2 separate regions of the Zea mays genome follow, and region 2 is linked to region 1. The links are chromatin contacts, called in public Hi-C maps. All regions are on one chromosome and are shown on one strand. The core of a region is the stretch at or near the end of the contact, and the rest is flanking DNA. Distances in the headings are between cores, read along the strand shown.

The links. Hi-C and Micro-C count contacts between places; a contact is called where the count stands out from the background.
Region 2: a contact with region 1 is called in a Hi-C map of leaf, with 4 times the contacts expected there. The contact joins the promoter of LOC100280541 here to the promoter of LOC103649729 in region 1. A contact is called at or near these places in 2 of 25 Hi-C or Micro-C datasets (ear and leaf).

Annotation. Positions count from the first base shown.
Region 1 is chr3:15,003,151-15,010,411 of Zm-B73-REFERENCE-NAM-5.0, reverse strand. LOC103649729 (E3 ubiquitin-protein ligase MBR1) reads right to left here and starts at 2,478. Exons shown (of 7, transcript NM_001324269.1): 1 at 2,401-2,478; 2 at 818-940; 3 at 63-731. The coding sequence starts at 908.
Region 2 is chr3:15,200,205-15,207,465 of Zm-B73-REFERENCE-NAM-5.0, reverse strand. LOC100280541 (mitochondrial import inner membrane translocase subunit TIM14) reads right to left here and starts at 4,313. Exons shown (of 3, transcript NM_001153460.2): 1 at 4,067-4,313; 2 at 1,535-1,713. The coding sequence starts at 4,069.

The DNA.
Region 1 (7,261 bases), core at 1,229-3,728:
AAAGTCACGTTTCGCATCATGTTTTAAATCAATTCATGAAAGCAGCTCCTACCAATACTAACCTGATGGTAGAGTTCTTGTTGGCAAAGAAACAGGCACTTGGTTCATTTCCACTGGTGCACTTGAGGAAGCACTTGCGGTTGAACCGAATGACGGCACATGAACACTGTTTATGTTTAATGGGTATGTTGAAGCTGATCTGGGTACTAATGGAATACTACTGTGGCGTGCTCTCACATTCCTCTGAAACCCTTCTTGGTGAATCAAGTGTTGGATATCCCAACCACTTTGGTCAATGCTTAAAGGTATTTGACGGAGAAAGGGCTCAGCAAGTGGAGCTGCATTTGGCTGCACAGAGTTAGATGGCTGAGTACTGGAAGAACTTCCAACATAATAACCAGTAGCACTGATCCCTGCAGGGTGTACACTGGGACCTTTTCGCTTCATTGCAGCCCTTCTGTTGTCCATATGGGAACCCACTGGAGCGAAGCCTTCCTCAGACCTATGTGGATAATTCACAGCAGGGTCTGGTAAATGGCTACCAGAACTTCCAGCATGAAAATGAACAAAGGGAGCATGCGAGGTTCCTGGGTTCCCAACTCTATAACCTAGAGTCTGCACAGTGCGACTTGAAGATGGAAGATCATTTATTCTAAGTCCCATATTTCCATGACTTGAATGACCAATTCTAAGGGGCGCATCACTTCCATGATGCAGGAGAAGCTTCTGGCCTGAGATTAGAAAAAATGTTATTTATTTTATCACACATTTCGATAAAATTTAAACAAGTAAAGAGTACTTGAGTCAGTCCAGCTACCTAGAGGCAGTGATTCATTGTGTGGGATGTTCTTGGGTTGAATTTGATCCATCTCTGGCAGCTCGAGATGGCCCTCATTATTTCGAGCCATAAAACAAGTCAGGCCCAACTGCACTTAATAATCTGGAGATGAAAAACAAAATGGATATCAATAATTTGGTATCACGTAACCAGACTCAAATGAAAGCATGTGTTGCCACGAAGTTTATCACAAACTAGTTCATTCCAAAATATGGCACTACATATATTGTGTGTAAGATATCACAAAACAAGTACCAAAATCGTTCAAGTTCATTCCATGTTCAATCTTCAATGTTTGATTTCCAGTACATGGATATACAACACAAGAATTCAGAATTTCAATCAATTCATACAACTGAAAGATCACACCAAAAACATGGAAGAAACACCCTTTATGAGACATGTGCATTGTGAAATATATGCAGTCCAAATCATTCTTCCGTAATTGACAAGCAAATGCACTATAAGGTTTTACGCTGAATCATTCACATCCCTTGACAGGTAAACAGCTGGTAAATAGACAACAGAATACAGACCTTAGCACTTGAAAGTGTCCTTATCACCCACAATGATAGTACAAGATACAAACTGACAAAGGAAATTATCTAAACTCAGCTACATGGAACCTTACAGCGAAAATGATCCATGATAATGTCAAGTAGAATTTCAAATATAGCATAAAGGCCCCAAAAACTAGAAAATTAACATTTTTTTATAAACAGGCACTCTATCAAATAGATTTACAAACACAATGTATATCACATTATTCCTTCCAAACTTTGTATACATTCTTAGTAAGAAATCAAACAAAATTAGTTTTGCTTTACATAGCACAAACAAGCAAACTATAAAAAGAAAAGGCAGATGCAAATGAGAGAAGAAAGGCTTCAAACGGTACATGCCCAGAGGGACCAAACTATGACATTCCTAAAATTACTGGCGGGTGAGCTTCTGCCCTTCATCTGGTCATTGGTAAATCCACCCTACACCAAGTTCAACAGATAACTAGCTTGGATTTCTTTCGGATAAGGTTCGTCTTGCAAATATTAATCAGAGCAAGCATGCAAAGCTGAGGACAAGCTGAAGTAGTTTTTCTCGTGTATCAGTTCTTGCTTTCCAAATTTACATAGCTGAGAGGTTAGAAAACACCTTCCCTATGCATGATCAGTCACATAACCAAAAAAAATGTTAAAGATACACTAAATAAGCACTACGGTTTACCAATATTCGCTGCAGTCTAACATCATCGTACAAATGACAATGTCGAATTCATGTTTACACTATAATTAAACAGAAACCTGGATTAGAACCAAGGTGATAAGGCAGCAAATATAATAATATAAATCTAAATCCTAAAGGGGAAGGGTTAATCAACACATCACAGAACCAACCGAATAAATGACAAACAAACAATGCTTCCAGTGAACATCATTAAAAAAATCAGATGCCTCAAGTAGCGAAAACACAACCAGCAAATCCAAATACAGCGAGAGGATAACACCAATGATGCATGGAGTACACAGATAACAGGTGCTTGGTGGAGGTCAGAGAAGAATTCCTACCTAACTTCTCCGCATACACAGATAACAGGTGCTTGGTGGAGGTCCGAGAAGAATTCCTACTTAGCATCTCCGCATCCTATTTGAGTAGTTAATCAAGTAAGGCAAATGCGAACACCCATCAGACCCATCTATCTGGAGTTTTATAGCACATTCTCCGTCGATGGAACCTAAGATGTCAAAAGCAGATACGACGTACCCAAGGGGTAGCTTGGATTGAAACAGTAGGACCATCCTGGACAGGCATTCCAATATAAATAAAGTTTTTTTGCCATTTTTAAAAAATAAAAATAAAATTTGATTCGACAGTCGACACACACAAAACTATTCTCCAACAGTTCTCTAAATTAACTTTCTAAATTTAACAACTTGTCATCTAACCTCATTTTCTCTCTACATTTAGCAACTATTTAACAACTCCCTAAACAAAAATGTTGACTGCATTATATAGTTTTTGTGACTTAGTTTTTAGGTGGATAAATACAAAACAAAATTACAACCTATATTTAGAGAACTATTGCAGAACTCACATCTTTTTACTCCAAAAGCCATTTAGCAACTTCTTAAATATGTGATTTAGAGAGCTAAAATTTACATAACTATTGGAGTTACTCTTACGAACTGAGGTAAGTAGAAGATGCAGAAGACATATAAATGGTAACCTTCGATGAACAATTACGACGATTCGTATAGGTACGACAGTATTGCTTATGGGGGGGGCAAAAAAAAGGGGGTGTATTTTTAAATCTGTGCCCCTAGTTCAGATTCAAAAATCCCAAATAAAAAGGGAGTGCATCCACTAAACGGAAAGCACAGGTTGGGCTGTAAAAGAAGCAAACTTTGCCTATTAATTGTACCCTATCCGGAAACGAATTATGGTAGCTCATGATGGCTTACCAGAAGAAAAAAAGGAAACGTCCCCTAATCATGCAATTTGCAAAAAAGGAAACGTCCCCTAATCATGCAATTTGCAATCCCACATAGGTACTAATAAACAACAAGCAGGCCGATTGGATCAACGGGGGGGGGGGGGGGGGGGGGGGGGGGGAGATCTCTGCACGGCTCAACAATTCTAAAGCGCGCCTCGCACTCATCAGAAACACAGCGCGTCGAATCGCCGGCTGTAGCGCCAAAAATCCCGGCGGCAAGGCGGGCCGGGGGGGGGGGGGGGGGGGGGGTGATACAGGGTCGAGGCGCATCTCTACACGGACCACGCCGCCGATCATCGCGCGAGAACCAGAGGGGAAACAGCTGGATCGAGGGTGGTGGCGTAGTACCTCGCGGGCGGGTCCGGTCCGGTCCAGGCGCGCCCACGCCGAGTCCCACCCGGCAGGCCAGCGGCGGAGACCGACGGCTTGGGGAAGGAAGAGGTGACGGAAGCTTGGGTGCCGGAGGGGAGACGCAAACGCAACCCGACCGCGTGCGTGGCCGCTGGAAAACGAAGCAGGGAGCAGAGAATTGCCAGCCCGTATGTGTGACCCGAGAGGGGGGGGGGGGACGGCAACGAACGGGAGCGGGGAGGGTGACGAGCCGTGTATTTATAGCAGCGGGCAGACGGACGGACGGACGGACGAGCGGGCGGAGAACGGGAAGGATCCCGGCTTCCGGCGAGAACGGAAGCGGGGCGGGCCCCACCGCTCCGTGTCGGGCTTGGGCTGGCTGGCTGGCCCCACGGCTCGGCTTTTACGACAGGCAGGAAGGATAACGAAAGGTCCCCTTCCTGGGTAGCGTACTGTACTGTACGTGGAACTTTTCTCTTTTTTTCCCCTCTCTCTGTCTCTGGAGTCCCCGCTGGCCAGGCCCACGGGTCAGTGGCGCCGAGGGGGGGCCCTTCTCCGTGTCGACACGTGCTCCGATGCGGTGTTTGGTGTGGATGGGCGTAGCGTAGCACGTGGTTGGAGTCGGACATGGGAGGGAGGAGAAGCAGGCAGAGGGAGGGAGATGCGGTAAGACGTGACGCGAACCATTGGTGGCCCGTAGAGGTAGCAGTGTGTGTGGGGGCGTTTGTTTGACTGGCGACGCGGACGGCATGTGTCGCGGACGCACGCCACGATACAAAGGGTTTTACTAGTAGTAGGCACGGCGGTGGGGTGGGGGTGTGGTGGTGCCTGCCCTTATCTTTGCGTTTCTTTCGTTTTCGGCGTGCGATGCGAGGAGAGGACTGACTGGCTGGCCCAGGGAGGAATACCGTGTGGGTGTGGCTGGCGGAGAGGAAGGAAGAGAGAGAACGGGGAAAGTGGGAGGAGGTGCTGCGATTGGCCCGGCGCCAGGAGCAGAGCAGAGCAGAAGCAGATGAGCGCTGGGCAGGGCAAGGCATAGCAGAGGCAGGCGCGCAGACTTGCACAGGTTGACTCCGGGACGGGACGCCACACGCCACCGAAGCCGAGCGATGACAAGTCCCGTCGCGCCGGTTTGGCATTCCCTCGAACAGTCCCGACTCCCGAGAGACGCAGAGAGAGAGAGAGCCTTTCTTTCCTTCGGTCCTTCCTTCCTTTCCTCGCTTTGTATAATAGTAAGGCTGTGTCCAACAAGAACCCCTAAATAGTTCTGTTCGCTAAATTTAGCGGACGACGATCTCCTGTCTCCGTCCAACAAGGAGCGCTAAATCTTCCTCTAAATTTAAAGGATGTACTTGCACACCCCAAAGGTAGCGGCTCTCTGGTATCCGCTAAACGCTAGTTCTCTCTCCTTGCCACGCTGAGGTGGTCCCACACTCCCACTAGCGCTCACTCCTGAAGACACGCAACGTTGTCAGACAAGCTGGCCCCGAACAATAAATTATATTTAAGTTGGTACATTAGAGAGTATATAAGATATAGAGGATCGAATTTAGGGGATGTTGTTGGAGATGGAGAAAATATAGAGTACAGAATCATTTAGAGAGTGCTGTAAAGTACAGAGAATATTCCTTTAGAGGATGAAATTTAGAGGACGTTGCTGGAGATAGCCTAATGCCCCACGGTTCACGGCTTGGGTACTACCTATCGCGTTTTTGCGCACGTCTCCGGCGGTAGTAGTACGCGAACCCATGCGGCTGTATAAGATGGGGGCCGGGCCGGCCAGCCAGCACGGCGCTCGCTCGTGACTTCGTGCGTCAGTCCTGAACACTGTATCTGTATCGCTTCTACAGGCTACAGCACACCTACTCAGTACAGTATTTATTTCTCCTTTTTTTCAAATGTTATTGTACGATGGTGCATTCGTACTTGTTTTACGAAAGAAAGCAGATCGCGTGTTGCAGAACTTTCCTGTGTCCGGCACGTTTATTTTATATATGCCTGGCGCAGAGCCAGCCCGTGCTGCTCAGGACAGCTGAGACGAGGCTCCAGACTGAGAGCAGGAGAGTAAGTAATAGGCTCGCTCTGTAAAACGCTAGTGCTGCTGCTGCACGCCTGTACGTACCCTGTACTGTACCAATTGGGGCAGCCAGCTGGTGGGACCCGCGCAGCAAGGTGGGGAAAGCGAAGCAAACGTGGGCCCTGGGCGGGGCCGGCTGGGCGGCGGGACACGTGATGAAGAGGCAGGCTCAGCGCTTAGGCAGCGCGTTCGGCTATCCGCACTCATACTACTCTAAATTTATACTCTAAAAGTAATATTCTATTCTCGTCAGTAAGATTATCTACTCTATATCACAATTCTCCGCAGTCATATTTACTATATATCTCAACTCTATACCAACTACCACATATTATATTACTTTTTCCTACTTCTCAACTACCGGCTGTCCGCACCCATACCGGCTGTCACTGGGCCCCACACCGACAACCCCGTATATAGAGTGAGAGAGTGCAAGCGCTGAATATAGAGTTTTCGGTGTCCTCTATACATGTGCAGTCATCGGTACAGTTTACCGCTGCAGCTCCCGCGTCCACCCTAAAATCTTAGGGGAGCTTTTACAGCTCGCGACTGCGCCCAGCCTCATGTCCATCCGTGGATCGGCGGGGCGCAGGCGAGGCGAGAGAGCCCGTGCCGTCTCCCGCCGAACCGCGCCAAGTGCACATTGCATCGTCCGTCCCCGGCCCGGCTACCCCCGGAATCCGAGGGGCGCGGCCCCGTCACGTGTTGGCGGGAGCCGGGAGGTTGGCCATTGGGCTTTGGCTAGGCCTGGACGAAATACTCGTGGCTCGATAACTCGCTCGACTCGGGTCGTTAGTAGCTCGGCTCGACTCGACTTGTTTTAATTTTGTAACGAGCCAAGCTAGTATTCTAGCTTGGTTCTCTAATGAGCCAGCTCGGGTTAGCTCGTGAGCTAGCTCGCGAGCCAAACGAGTCAAGCCACAACAAAAAATTGTCTAGTCATTGGTGTCGTCTCATCTCTCATAGTCTTGTTTTCACATAGTTATGATATGTGATATGGACATGTGTGGATGTGCCATGTGCTTAAATATTTACATTATTGCATGGCTACATACCTACATTACATATTTAATATTTGATTATTAGTTATGGTTTTGTGAACTTTGTTTCTAGATGTTAGTGTTGTGCAATGAAATGTTACATGTTTGTGAAATGGATGATGAATTGCTTTATAATGATGCTTATTGCTATCTTATTATAATAAGGGTTTGTAAATCTGTAAGTTAATATATATTTGGCTATTTAATTTGATATTAAAAGTTAGAAGTTGGGACGATGATATGATAATAATATTATAAATTTTTTGGGTTTGTAGTGTTAAAAACTTAAAATACGATTTTTTCAGTTATATATATATATATTTATGTACATAGATCTTTGTATTTAGTTGTGTGGCTCGCGAGCCTAACAAGTTGGCTCGAGCTTCCTAATGAGCCGAGCCGAGCCAGATATTTAGCTCGTTAGTATAACGAGCCGAGTCGAGCTGGCTTGTTACAGTAACGAGCCA
Region 2 (7,261 bases), core at 3,064-5,563, 200 kb before region 1:
TCGCACCTCGATTGTGCAGGAGCATAGAGGAGAGAACACAGAGGACAACTTGTCCCCACAACCGTTGACTCACTATTGCCGACCTCGACGGTGTCGTCTCTTCAGAGAGACGAAGACACGTGATGCGTTTGTTTTCCTTTACCACCACCCTTTTGTTTCCTCTCTGGAAGAATCCTGTTGTCTGGTGGAAAGGCAACATTATACAGAGGAAGCTGCTGCAGCCATTTCTTGCGTTTCGTGGCCGTTGGCAGGAGATCAAATGGCTGAGAATGAAGGTGATGACGTGGACGTGCTCACAACCCACGTTTTGCTCCCCGCTCTTTATTATAGGAATGGGAAATTACAGAAAAACGAACAAAAGAACACCAATGTAGTTACTCTGAAGCTATGTACTCCCAACACTGCACACTTGCTTGCACTACAAGAGGGGCAGATCAACTATTTGATATAAGCAATTACCTGATACGAGACAAATTTCAATCTTGGATCTATGATATTTGAACTCTAAAATTTCATTTAGAGGATTAGGGGTGGCAGCGGAGGTGATAACGTTTTAATGTTTTACCGCTTTAATAACCATATATTCTACCCCTGTACCCGTGGGGTTATACGATTTATGTGATTTGGTATCCAAAATGTGGGGGCAGTGTCTTATTTAAATATGGTGTTAAATTAAGAGTAAGACCTTGCCATTAGATATTTCCTCATCCACATACCACTGAGGTGCTACCTATCCTATCTCACTTGACAAATCTGTTCTGTAACTTTACTCCAGCTCTTCTACTTATACAGTAATTATTTCTGCAATAGCTGATCAAGCCCCCTACTCCATTAGGCTATCTCCAACAGCTTACTCATCCTTATCTGTCATTTCAAACTCCACTTTGTAAACAGTGCAGTCTACAATGCAAAACAGTGTTTTGCACAGCCATATGCATGATCTATTGGCCATAGCCTTACAGATCTAAGCGGTTGAATCTAGTATCTCAATTCATAACCTTCAAAACATAGCTGTTTCATTTGTTTGAATAAATCTCTCCTATCAGAATTACTCCTTATTTGGAAGGAGTGGAGTTCCCTTTGTCTTATTTGTAATTTGTCTAGTTGGAAATTACTGAAGCGCCCAACAATTAAACAGATTTTTTATGCGTACAATGGTAACTTGCAGCTAAAGATTCTGTCTACTGTGGTTTAGAGTGTATCAAGAACCTTTTTATATTCATACTTTTTAACATATGCTGTCTTCATTAAACATGCACTGCAGCACTTATGTCAAATGACCCATTACATGCATTCCCCCAGGATTTAGCCAACTAATCAGGGATAGCAGATAGCAAGATGCAAGACGTATTTGGGGAAAGATCCTTGTGTTTATTTTCCTTGTAGCCAGCTTAAATAATTCAAAAGGAACTATATAATTGAGTATTCATAGGCAAGATATCAATTATGCAGATTTTATGTAAACAGAAACATAAACAATGTTCGATTATGGTGAAGAACTGCAGATATTATGTAACTTGTATGTATTGTGTACCTGACACCAAGGATTAATGCAGCTTCCCTTCGGTTCATTGTAGGTTGAAAGCCACCTTCATAGAATTTCCGCATCCTTGGAACTATAGGCCTTGCCTTATAAGCTTGCCAAGCTTGGACGCCATATCGGCCAGCAAGGGCAGTTGCTGCAATTGCAAGTCCCGCTATAAGTGGCGTAGCCTGCAGAAAATAATACAAATAAATAACATATCTACAACTTTGTCTTATTAGTTATTACATAGCCAACCTTTTAGCTCTTCCTGTTTTGGTCTACTCACTATTCATGCATCAAAATGAAAATATTACCATCAATTGGATCGTCAAAGTACCAGAACCTATAAAACTATATTAGCAAATATTGATAAGATGCATTAAATGGCAACAAGAAATAGCTTATAGATTACACGGCAGTTATTAGTTGAAAATTACAGAGTTCCTAAGTAATATTTAAAATAAAACAAGGAGCATGCATTCTTTTCAAATCGGACTCATTCCATCATTATGCTAGCTACAATCCGCAGACCCAATGAACTGAAGAATCATATAATAAAAAAAAACCAGCAGAAAGATAAGCATGTAAAAACCCTTCTTTAGCCAGTAAGCAATTGAAATTCTAGGGGTTTACTAATTTGATCCCATTAGCAGTACTAATGTCCAGCAAACAACACATCGGGGCTATCAAACACTTGTGTTAAAAAAACAAAGCATATGCAACCTACTTTTCCCTCTTCGGTCCTATTCTTATTGGATCAAGATAATCCTTCATGCAATATGCTGTTATGCTCATGATTGAAATAATGGCCTATGACACTTAGGCTTACACACTATGTACTTAGACTTATTTGCATTCCCTCCTTATATTTCTATAAAAAATGACACACAAAGCTTTTGTGCCTCCGGAAAAAATGTAAACAAATCTGCAGAGCATCACAAAATAAGAAAAAACAGTGTGAAAATCACACAAACTTATGAGCACAGTTCCAATCTTTTATTTAAGAAAGTTTCCTTACCATATGTCAAATACTATTTGAACCCCTTAGGCCCTTACATACTAAAAAAGCATAAAAAAGTTAAATTTAGAGGTATTTTCTTATTTATATCCCAAGCCTATGGTCTATTAAAATATCCCCTAGAGTTCATTTTTTACTGTGTATTTTCTCCCAAAAAATAAAGTTCTTACTAGAGATAATCTGAGTAAGAGGAGAAAGGTAGAGGATGAATGTTGTTTATTTTGATGTGAGAAAGAATGAGTAGCACAACCTGTTTTTTGAATGTCTTGTTGCAGAGCAGCTTTGGAAATTTTAGTCTCCGGTTATTAGGATTTACCTATTGAAATCGGTAGTGATTTTGAATCCACTGGCAAATGCTGTCTGAGTAATCAAAGTTTTAAGTAGTCAATGTGATCAGTTGTGCGGCCTTATTGGGTATTTGAAAGCTAAGAAAGGCTAGATGTTTTCAGAACTCTTCCTGGAGCAGCTTGAAGAAGCTGCTGGAAAAGATTACTGGAATAACACAGAATTGGATAATCCTGTGTTCACTGCCCAGTGAACAAAAAACCAAAGTTGGACAAAACTGTAGCTGTGTAAAGAAACGCTGGGTTCAGCCCTGGTCAGGCTAATGGACTGATCTCAGAGGAAGACATGAAGAAACTGGCATCAAGTCAAGCATTCAACAGGCGAGCTGGTTTTCTGGTGGCTCGAAAGACAAGATGGAAGACAAAGGAATGCCGATAGGCGACAAGTTAACAAGCTTATTAGCGTAGGAGAGTGCGCTAATTACCGTGTTCCACCTCAAACTTGTTTCTGCTTTTATGGTTTGGTAGTCCTTTGGGGACTGGTAAAGACTTGCTTGTGAGCTGTTAGGTGAAAAACCCACCATTATGTTGTATGGACATGGTGGTCATGGCTTGGCAGGCATGTTTGAATCAGCTAGAGCTAGATACTAGTTGTGCTAAAAATTAGCTTTAACTATGTTGTGGTTCGCTAGCTAGTTGGTTAACAACTAATTGAAGTCTTGGATAAAAAAAATATTTATTAGCCCTCCTGTTTGGATGTGCAAATGCTAATTTTGACTAATTTTAGCCAGCTAACAAATAGCTCTTGGTATCCAAACAAACTCTAAGACTGGGGAATAAAGCTCTCTTAAAATAGGGTGGTGGAAATTTCAAGTCTGATAGGCCTAGATGCCTTGCTCCTCTCAAGGATGGAACATTATTCCAACATAATTTCACGAAATCTTACCTTATGCAACCATGAACGAACCTATACGGAGAGGATTCGAGTAGAGCGCCCTGCTGGAGTTCTATAGCGACACTACTGCCACACGACACCATATGGTGCTGTGCTTCCAAGAAGATACTTTTAGAGGTCTCAGCTGAAGCACGGGGAGGGGCCCGTACTCGCGGCCGTTGGTCGCGGAACCCATGCCTATAGGAAAGTAAGCTTCTGGCAAGGCCTTCGGCAGATGAAAAAAAAAACTAACGAGGAAAGAGGGGGGCGAGCAATACAAGGAAGAGGAAAAGAGTACAACGTACCATCTCAATAAGCGACCAATCCGGCCAAGTCGGCAGAAATGCGGCGGAGTGGGTTTTGGGGATCGCTAGAGACGCCGGAGCTAGGGCTCTGGTGATCGCCGGATGGCGAAGTCAGGAGTGGCGGCGTCAGGTCGCGGGAGCCAGGAGTAGTAGGAATGCGTGGAAGTTCGAAGGACCTGGAAGGTGGACAGAACCCTAGTCGGGCTGGGCCTCCTGCCAAAGCGGAAGTCCTCTACCACAAAGACCCAACCGGCTAATGGCACAGGGTCCATTAGCTAGGTGCACGAGCACGACCGCCAGCAAGACAAAGCGCTAGAACTAGAATGAAATCCGCTTGCCTTAACAGAATTAACGGAGTTTCTGGCGTCCGGACTTCCGTTCGAAGAGCGTTTCGCCGGCCGTTCCATCCGTTGCGCTGGTGTCTGTTTTAAGTTTTATAAGACTTCTTATCCCACTTTTAATATTACTTCTATTTTAAACTTTATTTTACAAACATGTACTCTCCCGTTCATAAATAGTTCATAAATATATGATATCGTTAATTTTTTAAAAAAATTTAATCACTCGTTTTATTTAAAATAATAATAAATTATCGTTTATCTTTTGTGAATTATTTTATTACTTAAAGTATTTTGTGATTGACTTAAAATTTTATATTTTTAATAAATATTTTAAATACGACGAGTGTCCAAAGTCTCAAAAAAAAATCAAGAATCTCTACTAACTATTAAGGGTCAAATGTAGACTGCCCCCGCTCCCCTGTCTCCCTACACGCTCGGCCGCTCCAACCCCGCCACGATTCCCGGCGTGCGCGACGTGCCTCCCGCGGATCCCCCGCGCGTGTGGCGTACCTCGGCGCATCCCCCGCGCCCTCGGCGCTCGGCCGCTCACCCCCACCCCGGCGCGCGCTCGGTCGCCCACCACCACCTCCCGCGGATCCCGCGCTCGTCGCCGCGATTCCGCCGGCGTGCGTGACGTGCGGCTCCCGATCCCTGCCCCCGCGCGCTACCTCCCGCGGATCTCGCGCCGCACACCACCACCTCCCGCCGGATCCCGCGCTCGTCGCCGCGATTCCGCCGGCGTGCGCGACGTGCGCGACCCGATCCCTGCCCCGCGCGCTACCACCCGCGGATCTCGCGGAATCCCGCGCGCGCACGCCCTGCCTCCGGGGATCCCGTCGCCATCTCCTACCGCCCGCACATCCCGCCGCCATGCCGCTCACTACGCGCACGCTCGCCGCCCATGCCAAGACCTCTCCACGAACAGCCACCGCAAACGCCCGCACACCCGCGCGCTATTCGCCCCGAGCTATCCGCCAACAACTGCCCGCATCAATTCGTCGTCATTAATTAGTTCATCCCTGCTCAAATCCCGCTCCACTTCATTCCCCCACCCTGCCCCCTTCATTCCCCCGCCACGCCCCCTTCATTCGCACGCCAGTGTGCCGCTGGAGAGTACGGACGAAGGAAAGGATCTTGCCCCCGCCATCCGGAGAGGAACGATATCAGCCGCGCAGGCCAAGACCAAGGTATGCAATTATACTATGCATTGTGTTGCTTGATTCTGAGAACTTAATTCTCATGTGAATTGCATTTCGGAATAATGCATACACAGTAAAACAACCTCTACAAATACCAGTAGGCTACCCTTGTATGGGATTATCACTATCCTAGGTGTTCTGTTAATCAGTCATGTGTTTCATGATAATTCTAGGTTAACTATCACATGTTGAGCTCTCAGTTTGAATCTCACCCTCAAATATAAGTGCAATTTAATTGTAATTCCTTGGATTCTTAACATGATAATAATAATAGCGGAAGCATGCAAACTAATGAACCAAAGCAACAAAGGATCATAGTTGAAGTCTGAAGTCCTCTAAATTGCCTAGACATCCGTTTAAAGGAACCTAATACTTCCTGGTCACTTGATAGTGAATTGCTCAAGCACACTTAGTATAGACTAGGCACAATCAGAGCTGATTGAACTTGTGCGATATAGTTCGTTTCAGTACTCCATGGTTATGATGTTATTGATCACTATTGAGCTGAAGCTAATAAATTTCGAGTATAGGTCATAGGTGGATTTGACCCTAAAGCAGAAGCTAGGTATCGTATAGGTGAAAGCCTTAATCGGTCAGAAGGTAGCAGCCCCAAATGTAGGCCTTGTTCGGTTATTAGTATGTCCCATGGATTGGATAAAGGATTGGATAAATGTTGACTTGCTCTGAATTTAATCAGAAGGGTTGGATCAATGCAGAAATATTAAGATCTTTGATGACAGACATTATAGCACAGCTGGCCTAAACATGCTAGGTTCACGATAAAAATACACATGAACAAGGCCATAGTCCATATTCACCTTCAAGAACGATAAGCATTATTTCGGCTTCCCTATTGTTGGATCAAGGCCATATTCCATATTCACCTTCAAAAGAACAATGAACTAAATTACATATGTCCATATTTCAGATATATATCAAGTTGTACACAAACAATATCACTGAAACTAAATTACATATGTCACATCATTTTTATTCCCTATATATATTGTGCAAGTAATCCAACAAAGACATTCCCAAATACAGAATTAATGGGAACTGCAGTATTGCAATGGTACACTATGCCAACATGAAATGCAATTCCTTTCTGAGGCAGCAGTGTACACACCGCAATTCTTGTATTCTCTCGTATGGTAAGCTGCCAAATTCATCACTTGTAGCACTGGTTTACACAGAAACCTTCCATTTTCCTGTCACACAAAGTGCAACAAGCCGAAGGTTGTGTGAAGATACACATTTAGCTAAAACCTCCAACACATGCATGAGCATAAGCTTTGGCACACCTTACCTCATCAGCCATGTCTTCGCGTTCCCCTTATGCATCGCTTTCAATTCAAGAGTTCACCCTTATCCAGTAAAGCTAGAATGAACATGCATATGGGCACAGAACTTGGTCCATACAAAATATCTGTAGCAGCTCAACAAATGGAAGTGAAATAAGGTTTGTGGCTTGGGTCATACAAAGCTATGCCAGCAATAAGAAATAAGAAGTAAATGCATCATCAAACAACCTGTACAAATGTGTAGCTGAATACACTAAAAATGGAGGTACCACTGCTGTTGGTTGGGATGAACTCAGCTTGCAACGAACCTTGAAAAAAATGCGCCTTGGAGTTACTGACCCCTGTTTTGAGTAA